Linked DNA regions of Mus musculus: region 1 is linked to region 2. The links are chromatin contacts, called in public HiChIP or PLAC-seq maps. All regions are on one chromosome and are shown on one strand. The core of a region is the stretch at or near the end of the contact, and the rest is flanking DNA. Distances in the headings are between cores, read along the strand shown.

What was found. HiChIP or PLAC-seq counts read pairs in DNA pulled down with a chosen protein or histone mark.
Region 1: an H3K4me3 HiChIP or PLAC-seq map of bone marrow-derived macrophages shows a contact between it and region 2, with 4 times the contacts expected there. The contact joins the promoter of Taf13 here to the promoter of Gstm4 in region 2. A contact is called at or near these places in 8 of 39 promoter capture datasets (the C10 cell line, hematopoietic stem and progenitor cells, hippocampal neurons and 4 more), 1 of 115 datasets of contacts at active chromatin or transcription factors (bone marrow-derived macrophages) and 1 of 9 other capture datasets (pancreatic islet).

Annotation. Positions count from the first base shown.
Region 1 is chr3:108,568,223-108,573,993 of GRCm38.p6, reverse strand. Taf13 (TATA-box binding protein associated factor 13) reads right to left here and starts at 2,295. Exons shown (of 4, transcript NM_025444.2): 1 at 2,246-2,295; 2 at 1,036-1,114. The coding sequence starts at 2,272.
Region 2 is chr3:108,043,386-108,049,821 of GRCm38.p6, reverse strand. It overlaps Gstm4 (glutathione S-transferase, mu 4), which reads left to right and starts at 4,966. Exons shown (of 8, transcript NM_026764.3): 1 at 4,966-5,185; 2 at 5,394-5,469; 3 at 5,863-5,927; 4 at 6,221-6,302; 5 at 6,398-6,436. The coding sequence starts at 5,150.

The sequences.
Region 1 (5,771 bases), core at 1,046-3,545, 530 kb before region 2:
TTATAAATCTCTGCCGCTGTACTTCCCAAGGCTCAGCCAAGGAGCCTGGGAGAAGGGATGGAGAGTGCAGTCTCATGGGCCTTTCAGGAATTAGTATGGGCACAACAAGTGGACACCGCTCACCCTGCGCTGCCCCAAGGGCTACCTGTCTGTTTAAGGAGCACCATGGAAGGCTAGTGCACTGTCATCTCCACAGCACACTTCACCACCTTCTTGCCCTGAGCTATGCCTTAGTCCAAAGCCTCAACTTACATCATTTGAAAGGTGGACACAAGAGGGATACAACGTTCAAAATGTCAACTGGGAGCCATGGCATATGCCTGTACATCTAGAGCCAGGGAAACAGATAGGAGAGCAGAAGTTCAAGGTTCTTGCAAGGTTCTTGCAAGTTCAAGGTTATACGCATATGCATACCAAGTTTGAAATCATGCTGGGATCTAAAAACCCTGCCTCAGCTGGGTGGTGGTGGTTCACAGCTTTAATCCCAGCACCCAGGAGGCAGAGGCAGGCAGGCACATCTCTGTGAGTTCAAGACTAGCAGATCTTGATCTATTCTAAACTCCAGAAAGAGTTCTAGGACAGCCAGGGCTACACAGAAAAACCAAGCCTCAAAAAAGGAAAAGAAAAACAAAAACAAACAAAACAAAAAAACCCTGCCTCAAGGAGGAGGGCAGAGGTGATCACATTCATTATTTTATGTCACACAGAGAGAATTAGTAGACATGAGAGAGACTTATACTGACCATGGGATGCACACCTGCAATCCCAGGACTTGAGAGGCTAAAGCAGGACTACCACCAAACCAAGGCTAGCATGGGCTAAACAGTAAGCACCAGTATAGCCTTGGCTATACAGAGCCTATCTTTAAAACAAACAAACAAACAAACAAACACCAAGAATAAAAACAGGCAACCTTATAGGCAACTCTGAGAACACTGTCCCTATAAACAAACATATGCAGAACAATATACTCTGAAAAGACATGTTCAAAAGCTTTCACCACCTGTAATAAAAACACTAGAAAGTACAACTTACATTCTTTCGAGAAAAGTCTCTTTCTCTTCCCCTGGCCACCTTCCGCTCCTCCTCCAATTTCTTCATTCTCCTCCTCAAACTAGAAATTTTAAAACACGGACATGGCAAATGATTGCAGTGCACGTGATATTCCCTCGAGTCTCCTCCTGCTCGCCCTCTTTGTGGAGTGCTGTGAATTGAACCCACGAGCTCACGATGCTAAACAGATGCTTGACCACTGAGCTACACCTCCTGCACTCTTTTCATCTTTTTTTTTAAAGGCATTTATTATTTATGTGTATTGTGTGCCTACATAAATGTGCCTGCTGTTGCCCATAGAGGCCAAACTAGGTCTAATCGCTGTAGGTTGCCAGATGTGACAGCAAATGCTCCTAAGCACTAAAGCTATCTCTCTACACTTTTTTTTTTTTTTTTTTTGAGACAAAGTGGTCTCACTATGTGCCCGTGTCTGCCTGAACTCACGGAGATCCGCTTGCCTCTGCTCCTGAGTGCTGGGATTAAAGGTGTGCGCCACCACGCCCAGTGACCCTTTTTCATTTTCGAAAGTGAGAAGCTAAAGCAAACTGCACAAAACCACGAAAATTTAGCACCAAAGGGCTCATAAGCCCTAGTCCAATTCTCAAGTCGTGCAAGAAGGCTTTTATTACGGCTGCTAACAACCTTACAACCGTGCGTGTGTAAAGTTCTAACGACCTCAGGTTCTGGGTTTGGTTTTAGCCAATTTAGTTGTCACACTGCTAAGCAAGACTACTGTAAAAACCTGGTAGTTTAAAATCTACTCTCTGCTGTCATCGGAAGCAACTGATAAAGGGCTAAGAACTTTCCTTAACTGGGCTGGACTCTACCTCACAAGAAAACCGATGCCAAAGGAGAATTTGGATCCCAAGCTTCCTGTCTTTAGTTCATCGTTTCTCCGCTATCTTCACTAGTTTTGTCAGCATCTGGGCTGCTGGTTCCGCTTTAATCAGCTTTGATCTCCTATGACCCTCTAGATGTCTTAGTGTCGGGAAGATCCAGGTCAAAGAGAGACCCTTTCTACTCTTCCTTCCCGTCTTGTCCCACGCACTGACTAAGGTAAACCAAAAAAGGAAAACACCGCGGAGCCCCCGGACTCTCGGCGGGAATCCCTAAGGCACAAGCGGGTCAGACTCTGCCTCCGCTAGTGATCCGAAAGGAGTGAGGAACCAGGCTGAGACAGGCGCTCACTCACGGTGGGGTCTTCCTCCTCATCTGCCATGCTAGCTGCTCGCCAGCCTTCTGAACCCGCCCACCGGCGGCTGGCGAGTTTTATAAGATACGTACGTCACTTCCGGCCTGGCCAGCGTTGCGCAGAGAGGCGTGCGCGTTCATTCTCCTACCCAACCCCGGCCTTGGGATTGGCTGGAAGTCAGTGACGTGCTCTTACGTGTGGAATCCTGAAGGAGGAATTAAAAATTACAAAGAAGCCAGGCGTGGTATACTACGCCGGGAAATCTCTGCACTTGGCAGGCAGAGGCAAGAGGGCTTCGAGTTCGAGATCAGCTCAAGTTTCATGAGCCCATGTCTCAGAAAACATAAGTGATAAATTTGTGCATACTTACGGAGGCTCACAAATGCCTGTAAAAATAGGATGACTTTTTGCCTCTGGGGCTGATCCACTCAAGTACACAAGCCCCATGATATTATATATAGTATCTATATTATTATATAATTATATATCTACTTTCTTTTATGTAAATAGGTGTTTTGCCGGCAAGTATGTGTACCATGTGTGTGCAGCACCAAAGAAGCCAAAATAGAGCAACCGATTTCCTGGAACTAGAGATAGACGATTGTGAACCGCTATATAGGGGCTAGGAATCAAACTCAAGTCTCTTGAAAAGCAGCCAATACTCTTAACCACGGAGCAATCTTTCCTGCCTCCGTTAATACGCAATATATATATGTAGTTTGGGTTGGAAGGTTGTTTTGCGCTTTTTTTTTTTTTTTTTTTTGGTTTTTTCAAGACAGGGTATCTCTGTGTAGCCCTGGCTATCCTGGAACTCACTCTGTAGATCAGGCCGGCCTCGTTCTCAGAAATCCGCTTGCCTCTGCCTCCCAAGTGGTGGGACTAAAGGCGTGCGCCACCACTGCCCGGCCGTTTTTTGCTTCTTCTTCTTTTTTTTTTTTTTAAATTACAAAAGATGTGCTAGAGAAATGGTTCAGTCAATAAAAGCTCTAGCGGAATAAGCCTAAGGCTCAGGTTCAATCCCTGGGACCTGTATAAAAAGTGAAAGGTGAGAAGACAGAGTCTGCAAGGTTGTCCTCTGGCTTCCATACACAATAATAAGAAAATATTTTAAAATTATGAAAGAGCTAAGTGTAGTGGCACTCGCCTTTAATCCCTGCCTTGGGAGGCAGAAGCCAGAAGATCTCTTTGAGTTAGAGGCCAGCCAGGGCTACATAGTCAAAACAAGAAAACCAAAGCTCGGCAGTGGTGGTCCATGCTTTTTGTCCCAGCACTTGGGAGGCAGAGGCAGGCGGATTTCTGAGTTCAAGGCCAGCCTGGTCTACAGAGTGAGTTCTAGGACAGCCAAGGCTACACAGAGAAACCCTGTCTCGAAAAACCAAACCAAACAAACAAATAAACAAAAAGCAGAGACATTAAATATATCAGAAAGATGGCAACACAGAAAAGGTGGAAATAGGGCATAAATAAATATGTATAAATATGTATAAGTAAAAAGGAAAGGACTATAGACACTTACGCTATCAGCGTATAAACTATGAAGCATGGATAATTCAACCCTCTTAACTCAAACTCCAAAATGGAAACTGGGAAAAACAAATGAGCAGAACAGGCACAAAGCAGAGTGAACAGCCCTGTGCTTCCTCTACAAGTTTAGCGTGGACTCCGGAGTCTAGTTTAGAGTTGGAGGAAAGATGTCAAATGACAGAAAAAACATCTCATAGCCAGCCATTGCTGAGGGTGGACAGGGCTCAGAGGGCAAGGACCCACAGAAATTAACCAAAATGAGGACCTTTAGAAAACAGAGTAGCAATGGCTGACAATCATTAGCTATACTGTCATTTGCCAATTTTCTCTGGATTGAAATATCCCACACAGGAGGGAGAGAGAGGCTCATGTCTCACATATCTGGAGGACAGAAACACGTGATTTTTGAGAGCCTGACCCCAGCAACTTAAAACAGAGTCATTAACAACTCAGGGAAGGGCTGGTGAGATGGCTCAGTGGGTAAGAGCACCCGACTGCTCTTCCAAAGGTCCAGAGTTCAAATCCCAGCAACCACATGGTGGCTCACAACCATCTGCAACGAGATCTGACTCCCTCTTCTGGAGTGTCTGAAGACAGCTACAGTGTACTTACATGTAATAAATAAATCTTAAAAAAAAAAAAACAACAAAAAAAACAACTCAGGGAGTCACAGCCAGTCCAGCTCCCTGCCAGCGCATACGGAGCGGCAGGGGCGCAGGTTTTGTGCGTTATATCATCTGTGTTGCAGTGGGCTTTGCGGTGATGCAGTTGCTTTTGAGTCATCTCCATCCCTCATATGTGAGCCCTCACCCATTACTGTTAGTAATCCCAACAAAGTTACATCAGGTTACCAGGTAAGCCGTTGGTGCAGTTGTTACTTGGGTTTGTTCTTGGCTCCCTTTCTGACCTAATAGATATGTGTGCCTGCATAAGTGTGTGTGTGTATGTGTGTAAGTTGCCTCCCCAGGAAAAGTGTGCCATATCTTCCTCACAAATTCTGACAGTCCGGTTCTATGTATATGACCACACTCAGCTATTTACGTAACAGATTTTCAAGTTTTTTACATTCACTTGTTTGTTCCTTTGCTGTCTGTTGTGTGCATCTGTACATCTGTCCCGCCCGAGGTGCCTGGGTAAATGACAATTTGCAGGGATTGGTTCCTTCCTTCCACCACCTGGATTCCAGGGCTTGAACCCAGGCTGTCAACCTTGGCAGCAAGCGCCTTTACCCACGGAGCCATCTCCCAGCCCCCGAAACAAATAACTGACAAGCAACTGCCAAATATATTCAGCATCCACAAAATGACAAATAATGCAAGAGAACATTACAGTGTAGCCGGCTCATGAATTTGATGGCATATACTTTCTAAGCGCCTGTTGGGGTGGGGGAGCCTATGTCTGAGGAAGCCTCCTTGGAGTGGGCGGGGATTCAGCTAAGACGTGAGGGATGCACGGAGTGAGCTAGTAAAGAAAGAAGTGCAGTGTGCTCCAGACTGGTCTTGAGCTTTCCCTCCCCAGCCTTTGATCAAGGCTCCTTTCCCACTGGAATGTTTTTCTTCCTATTGAGAGAGGCTGCATGCTTTTCAGGCCCAGTGAACGGTCTGTTCTTTCATAAAGCCTTCTCTGACTGAAGGCAGTGACTCTTTCATCCTCCTGTGGCACTTAGTTTTGGTTTTTGACAACTCTCACTTTCTGCCCCATTTTCTGCTTGTTTCTATCTATATGTGGCTTACCTATAAGCAGTTTCTCTTAAACCTTAAACTTATGAAAAACAGACTGTTTCTCAAACATCTCTTGACTCCCTAAGGTTAGCTTATACCTTACACTTAAAAGTCTGGAAACAAATGTGCGTAGCATCCATCAATGCCTGTTTGAAATCCCTTTTCAAATAGTTTTCATTCAAAAGAAGCTATTGTTGCACGCTGCGCCTTCGGGACTGAACTTATCCTTGGGTTAAACCAGAATGCTCTGGTCATGGTCCCCAAGACTGATTGGCATTCAC
Region 2 (6,436 bases), core at 3,717-6,216:
CTCCTAGAGCTTTTTCTCCCGGCATTGTTTTGTTAACTCTCCATGCTCTTCCTTTATTCTTAACTGTTTTTGTTATAAAGTCGCTTGGAGAGTCCTGACCTGGTTTTATTTTCTCATGTTTTTAAATGTGGTGACAGAGGCTGGAGAGATGGCTCTGTGGTTAAGAGCACTGACTGCTCTTTTCAGAGGTCCTGAGTTCAATTCCCACCAACTGCATGGTGACTCACGACCATCTGTAATGGGACCTGATGCCCTCTTCTGATAAATCTTTCTAAAAAATGTGATGACGGAGGCTGGAGAGATGGCTTAGGGGTTAAGAGCATGCACTGCTCTTGCAGAGGACCTGAGTTTGGGTCCCAGCACCCACACTGGGTGGCTCCCAACCTCCTGTAACTCCAGCTACAGAGAAGATCTGATGCTTCTGGCCTCCTGGGCCACTTGCAGTTGTGCTCACAGACACATATTTCTAAAAATCTTTAAATAAGTTAGCGTAGACCTAAATTCACCCTTAAAATATAGACCACTCTGGAATGAAATCACTTCTGGTATCCAAAATCATTGTGAGGTTCTGTCAACATTGAATGCATTGGAAATGTAGAGGTTTCTGGCTTTGGCAAGAATTATAAAACTGCAGTAACAGATCCAAATGAAACACTGAAGCCCCCTGTGGTGTGCTTGCACCTTGTGCCCCAGCTCTCAGGAGCATGAGGCAGAAATATTGCCCGGGGGGGGGGTGTGAAATCAGCTTGGGCATAATAGTGAGTTCCAGCACGGTCTGGGCTGTAGTGTGAGATGCTGTTTCAACAAAACAAACCCAAGACTAAAACAAAACTCACAGTCAAAACAATAACAAACACCCCCCCAAACCAAACAACCCCTTCCAAAAAGAAACCCCAAACCTATAAAACAATAATTAAACTTTTAGCTTTAATACAATTTAAATAAATATCTGTTGAGCATGGGATCTAGAACTTCAGAGAAGAGCTTTAGGCAAGCAGCGTGCTCAACACAGCAACAGTAACCAAGACTCTAATCACCTGGAAAAGACAGGCTTTGGAGGAACTTGAAGAGATTGCTTCTAATTATTACAAATAAGTGACTCAAAAAAAAAAAAAAAGGCAGAAAACCAGGAAGCTTTGAGTGCTCATTATCTGGTCAGGATGTCTGCTCATATTATAAAGGTAATTTCAAAGGTAGCTGAGCAAAAGTGTCTCATGGCACATAAATCAGCAGCAATTATAAACCAACATCGGTGCTGTGACTTCACAGATGTAACCAAAGAGGTTTGAAAACTATGTCTTCCTGCCAGCTGTGTGCTGCTAATCAGTGTAGTGTGCGATGTGGAACAGAGCCAAGATCTTGGAGACCTTGCCAACCTCTAAATGGATGGACTGCCTCCCACAGTGGAATATGCTCTGATGACTTCCCAGCTCCCTTCTCCACGCAGGGCAAATTGAAGCTTTTCCTTTCTTGTATTGCTTTAACTGTGCTATATATATATATGTATATATTCATTTTCAGGGGAAAACTAGAGCTACTAAAATTGTAAAACTAAACAAACCAAGCCCCCTTTCTCCCTTAGCTTAACACTTTACCAGTGGCTTTAAAGAATACCAGATCAGTCCCTTCCAGGCCTGGGGATGACCTCCTGAGGAGTTAATAAGATGCTGGCCCATGTGTTTGAAAGTTTCACCTCCAATCTTAGGCGCGATGTAATTGTGATGAACTTCAATCAAGGAGTGTAAGAGATTCACTTAGCACCGACAATGCTATCAAGAGGTACTAGCTTCAATGTCAAACTCCCTAGCTATTGTCTATAGCATGAGACTATTTTTAAAGGCCTGAGAAGAATTTTCCTTTAGTCAACATAAGAAGGGTTTTGTGAAACTCTAAAATATTTATCCAAAGGTTAGTATTGATCAGCTTGAAGAGTACATATTCACTCCAAAGCACTGAGCACCCATTCTATCGGAAATGGTTTTGTTTGTTTTTGTTTCTTTTGAGACAGGGTTTCTTTGTGTAGCTCTGGCTGTCTTGGAACTCATTCTGTAGGTAGGCTGGCCTCGAACTCATACAAATCTGATTGCCTCTGCCTTCTGAGTTCTGGGATTAAACATGCATGCCTCCACCACTCAGTAGAAAATTTTAAAAAATTATTAATTATTCTCCATGTATGTATGTATGTATGTATGTATGTATTGCATGTGTGCAAGTGCTCATGGAATCCAGAAGGGGTGTGGGTCAGGAGGTAGTGAGCTACCTGATATAGGTGATGGAAACCAAACCCAGGTCCTCTGCAAGAGCACTAAGTGTTCTTAATTGCTGAGTCATCTTGCCAGCCAACCATAGAAATCTTAAAATGAGATCCCTGGGAGTCCTCTAGAAGATGCTGAGTCACAGGTAGACAGCTTCCATGTCAGACACTGGTAAAGATTAACATTCAGATCCAGAGCCCTTTCCTGCCCATTAGTCCTTCTCTTCTTTCCACTTTGAAGCTCTCAAGTCAAAAGCGTTATTTCTCCCATCTTGATCCTTCTATGTCTGATGCCAGGTACTCTCTACCTGTCACTTAAGAGTTTATAATACTTCCCTGCCCTTCTCCCAGATCACCGCTGCAGCTCTGGATCTGAAGGTTGCTAACTTATGACCCTCACATGACTCTGACAACAAAAATTTCACAGCTGCTTTAAAAAAAAAAAAGTCAGAAGGGAACTTCCCTTTAAGAGGCCCCTCTGGTAGTTACCTTTGCTCATGGTCTGGATTCCAGTCTCCAGTCTTGCAAAACTTTTGGGTCCTCCTGAGGTCACTACAAGCCTATCAGCAAGGCCAATCAACTATAATTTATTTTGGGGTTACTCAGGCTGCCACAGCTTCTTGCTTTCTTCAGGGCTATCTAAACCTGTCTAGCAGGAACTGTTTAAATTCTATTCAATAAGTCTATCTTGTACGGAGGTATTAAATAGTCAAAAATAAGTTGTTGTTGTTTTAAGCAACAAGATGAAACAAAAAACAAGAACCCAACGCCCAGAACTTTGTTCATCTTGAGACACAAAGGATGCTCACACGTCTGGAGCCATATGAGTTCCACCATGTCTCTAGTGACATGAGGCTGACACCTTCTCCTGTACACTAACTTACTCTGATTCCAACTAGTCCTTAGAGTGTTCCAGATATTTAAAACTATCTGCCAAGAAATCACGCTTATTCAAGGATAACTAGATAACCCTTTCAAAACGAGGCAAGCACAGATAATTTGGGAGAACTCCCAGGAGGGTTACGGGATTCCTTTTTATAAATGATCACTTCCATAGTGGGACTGGGACAAAAATACATACAGCAAAAATTGGCAGAAGGAACTCTGTGAGTTACAGGGCAGCCTGGGCTACATAGTGAGACCCCTAATCTCAAACACCAAAAATCAAAGAGACAAACACATTGAGAGATATGTAGAAATAGTTCTATGCTTGATAATGAGTAGGGAAGTCAGAAGACAAGCAAGGGAAATGGCAAGTTAAGCAACACAATAAACCAACATGCAAAACACATGCTTTGCCACAGCAGTAGAAAAGTCACTAAGACAAGTACACAATTAAGGATTACAGGTCCATGTGTGATGACACACGCCTTTAATTTCAGCACACAGAGGCAGAGACAGGTGGATCTCCGTGAATTCAAGGCCAGCCTGGTCTATACAGTGAGTTCTAGGACATCTGGGGATATGCAGAGAGTGACACATCCTTGTCTCTGAGAAACAACAATAAAAACCAAACAAAAACTTGCCCCCCCCACCCCCCCAAACCTTCAAAACACCACCATCATCAACCAAAAAACCCAAAAAACAGATTACAGCTGCGTGTTATCTTAGGTCATAGAAGTTTATTACATGGAAAATCCAAGACAAGTATTTCTTCTTACATCATTCTCTTAAAGGAAGGCTAAACAGACAGACAGAGTACATAGTAGAATAGCAAGCTTAAGGGACTTCAAGATGTATTATTAACTCTTGCTGTGAGGTCCAGTGAAAGTCCCAGTCTCTTAGAATGTGAGAATTATTTTTGTCACAATGCATTGCCACAGTACATTCTTAACATTAGTAAGAATTGTAAGTATGGTCACCTGCCACTTTAGCACATTTTAGTTAAAGATGGACCCTATATACTCAGGAAGACTTATAATGGAGCTTAAAATTCTTATTTGGTGATCTTGTAGAAGTCTTAATGTAATAACAAAATGCAGTGAGTGTGTGATGTCTGTTGTACAAAATGAGAGCCCACTTCCCTAAGCCCCCCTCCGCAGACTACAGTCTTTGGACACATACGACAACCAATGTTGTGTGAAGAAACAGTGTGCCTTGCTATGAACAGCAGCTATTGAGAACTCAGACATCTCTCTCTTGATTGCATTTGCTATAAACTAATCCTGAGTTGTCACATGCTGACCCTGTGTACCCTCGGACATTTCAGAAGTCTTAGGTCTGTGTAAGTACACACTAAGACGGTCACTCAATAGAGAAAGCTGCCTCTGTCCTTGGGTAATACAGACATCCTGACCATGTATGAAACTTCAAATTTTCCATTTTCCACCCTTTTTTTGAGTCAGGGGTTTATCTGTGATAGAAATAATCTCTTTGAATTCAGATGAGGAACTTCTGAACAGAAAGACAACATGTTCTCTGCCAGACGGAAAAACATCACCTGGGGACCACTGTCATCAGCAGAGCCCCGCAGAAGTCTGTCTTGTTTGACAGCAGGGTTGAAGTGCTTAATCAGCACTTCCGGGTTGGGGCCTCTCCTAGTGGCCTGACCCTCCCACAGACCGAAGGCAACAGGGTAAGAAGGCAGAGCGGTACGGCAAAGGCAGGGAGTTACTAGAGCTCTGCATCTGCGCACCGGGCTGGACGATTGGGCGGAACTGCAGGCGGGATCGCTTATTACGCTTTCCGGTCTGTTGGGGGCGGAGCTCAGTAATTTGGCTTCTGTAGGTGACTGTCAGGGGAAAAGCTGTAGAGCAGGGTGTGTGTTGCGGGGCAGAGTCTGGAGGGGCAGGATCACGCCGGGCACCAGCCCCGCCCAGGGACCCGAGGGCACTAGGATAAAGTCAAAGTTGCTCACACCGGAGGCCGGTGGACTCAGTCTCAGGCACCAGCATCATGCCTATGACACTGGGTTACTGGGACATCCGTGGGGTGAGCAACCACCTGATGAGTGGGAAGGATTGCAGGGTTAGGAGAAGGCGAGCTGGGGGGTGAGGATGGGGTGGGGCGAGAGGAATCCCTTGCTTGTCTGGCTCAGGGTCTTGCACACATGTCCTTGCTGGTTTGTGCGCCCGTGTATATGCACTTGGAGGAGGTGAAGTCACACAGAAGTCCCCCGCCCCCATTCCTATCTTTTCAGCTAGCTCACGCTATTCGGCTGCTCCTAGAATACACAGGCTCAAGCTATGAAGAGAAGAGATACACCATGGGAGACGGTAATGCTATTTGTCGGTCAGACGTCTCCTGTCCATTGGCGCCTAGCAATTGGTGCCTACATTACATTTCACGCCTCCCGCACTACGGGGCTCCCCCAGATGGACTTAGAATCTGCCTCTTTCAGTAAGCCCCAGAGAGCTGGGCTTGACCTTCCTTCCTCCTGGAAGTGAAGGGGTGGATACCCCTCCTGTTGAAATTAGATCACATTCCTCATCAAGATTTGCCTAAACTTTGTAGGCCCCTCAGTTCCAAGCACTCTTTATTCCTGAAACTTTCAGGGATAAAGGCTCACTGTGTGAGGTTACAGATCCTTGTCTTAGGGGGTTGGGTCCCTGAAATAGGTGTGTTGGACACTGGGCTGATTTCTCTTTATGCAATCTCATCAATCACAGCTCCTGACTATGACCGAAGCCAGTGGCTGAGTGAGAAGTTCAAATTGGGCCTGGACTTTCCCAATGTAGGTAGAGGGGGACGGGGAGGTTTGGGGACGGGGAGGTTTGGGGAAGTCATCTCACCTCCTCACCTGGAAGAGGGGCTTGGAGTCAATGCTTCCTTCTGTTCACTTGCTTCCGTTCCTGGTGGCGTTTCTGAGATGGGCTGTGTCCTAGCTTTTCCATTCAGTGTGCAGTGTGTTCGTAGAGGGCTTCCCATGCTAGCCATGATGAACGGCAGGCCACATGTCAGTCCTAATCCAGAGAAGGAAGGCTGGGACCTCACATCCTGTCTGACCATCCTTTATTGTCCAAGCAGTTGCCTTACTTGATTGATGGGTCACACAAGATCACGCAGAGCAATGCCATCCTGCGCTACATTGCCCGCAAGCACAACCTGTGTGAGTGGGGCGTCAGCAGGGTGGGGTGGGGGACAACCCCCTTGGCTTGGCTGGTGTGAGGTGTTGAAGATGCGTCTGTGCTGTGTGTGCTGCAGGTGGGGAGACAGAGGAAGAGAAGATTCGCGTGGACATTT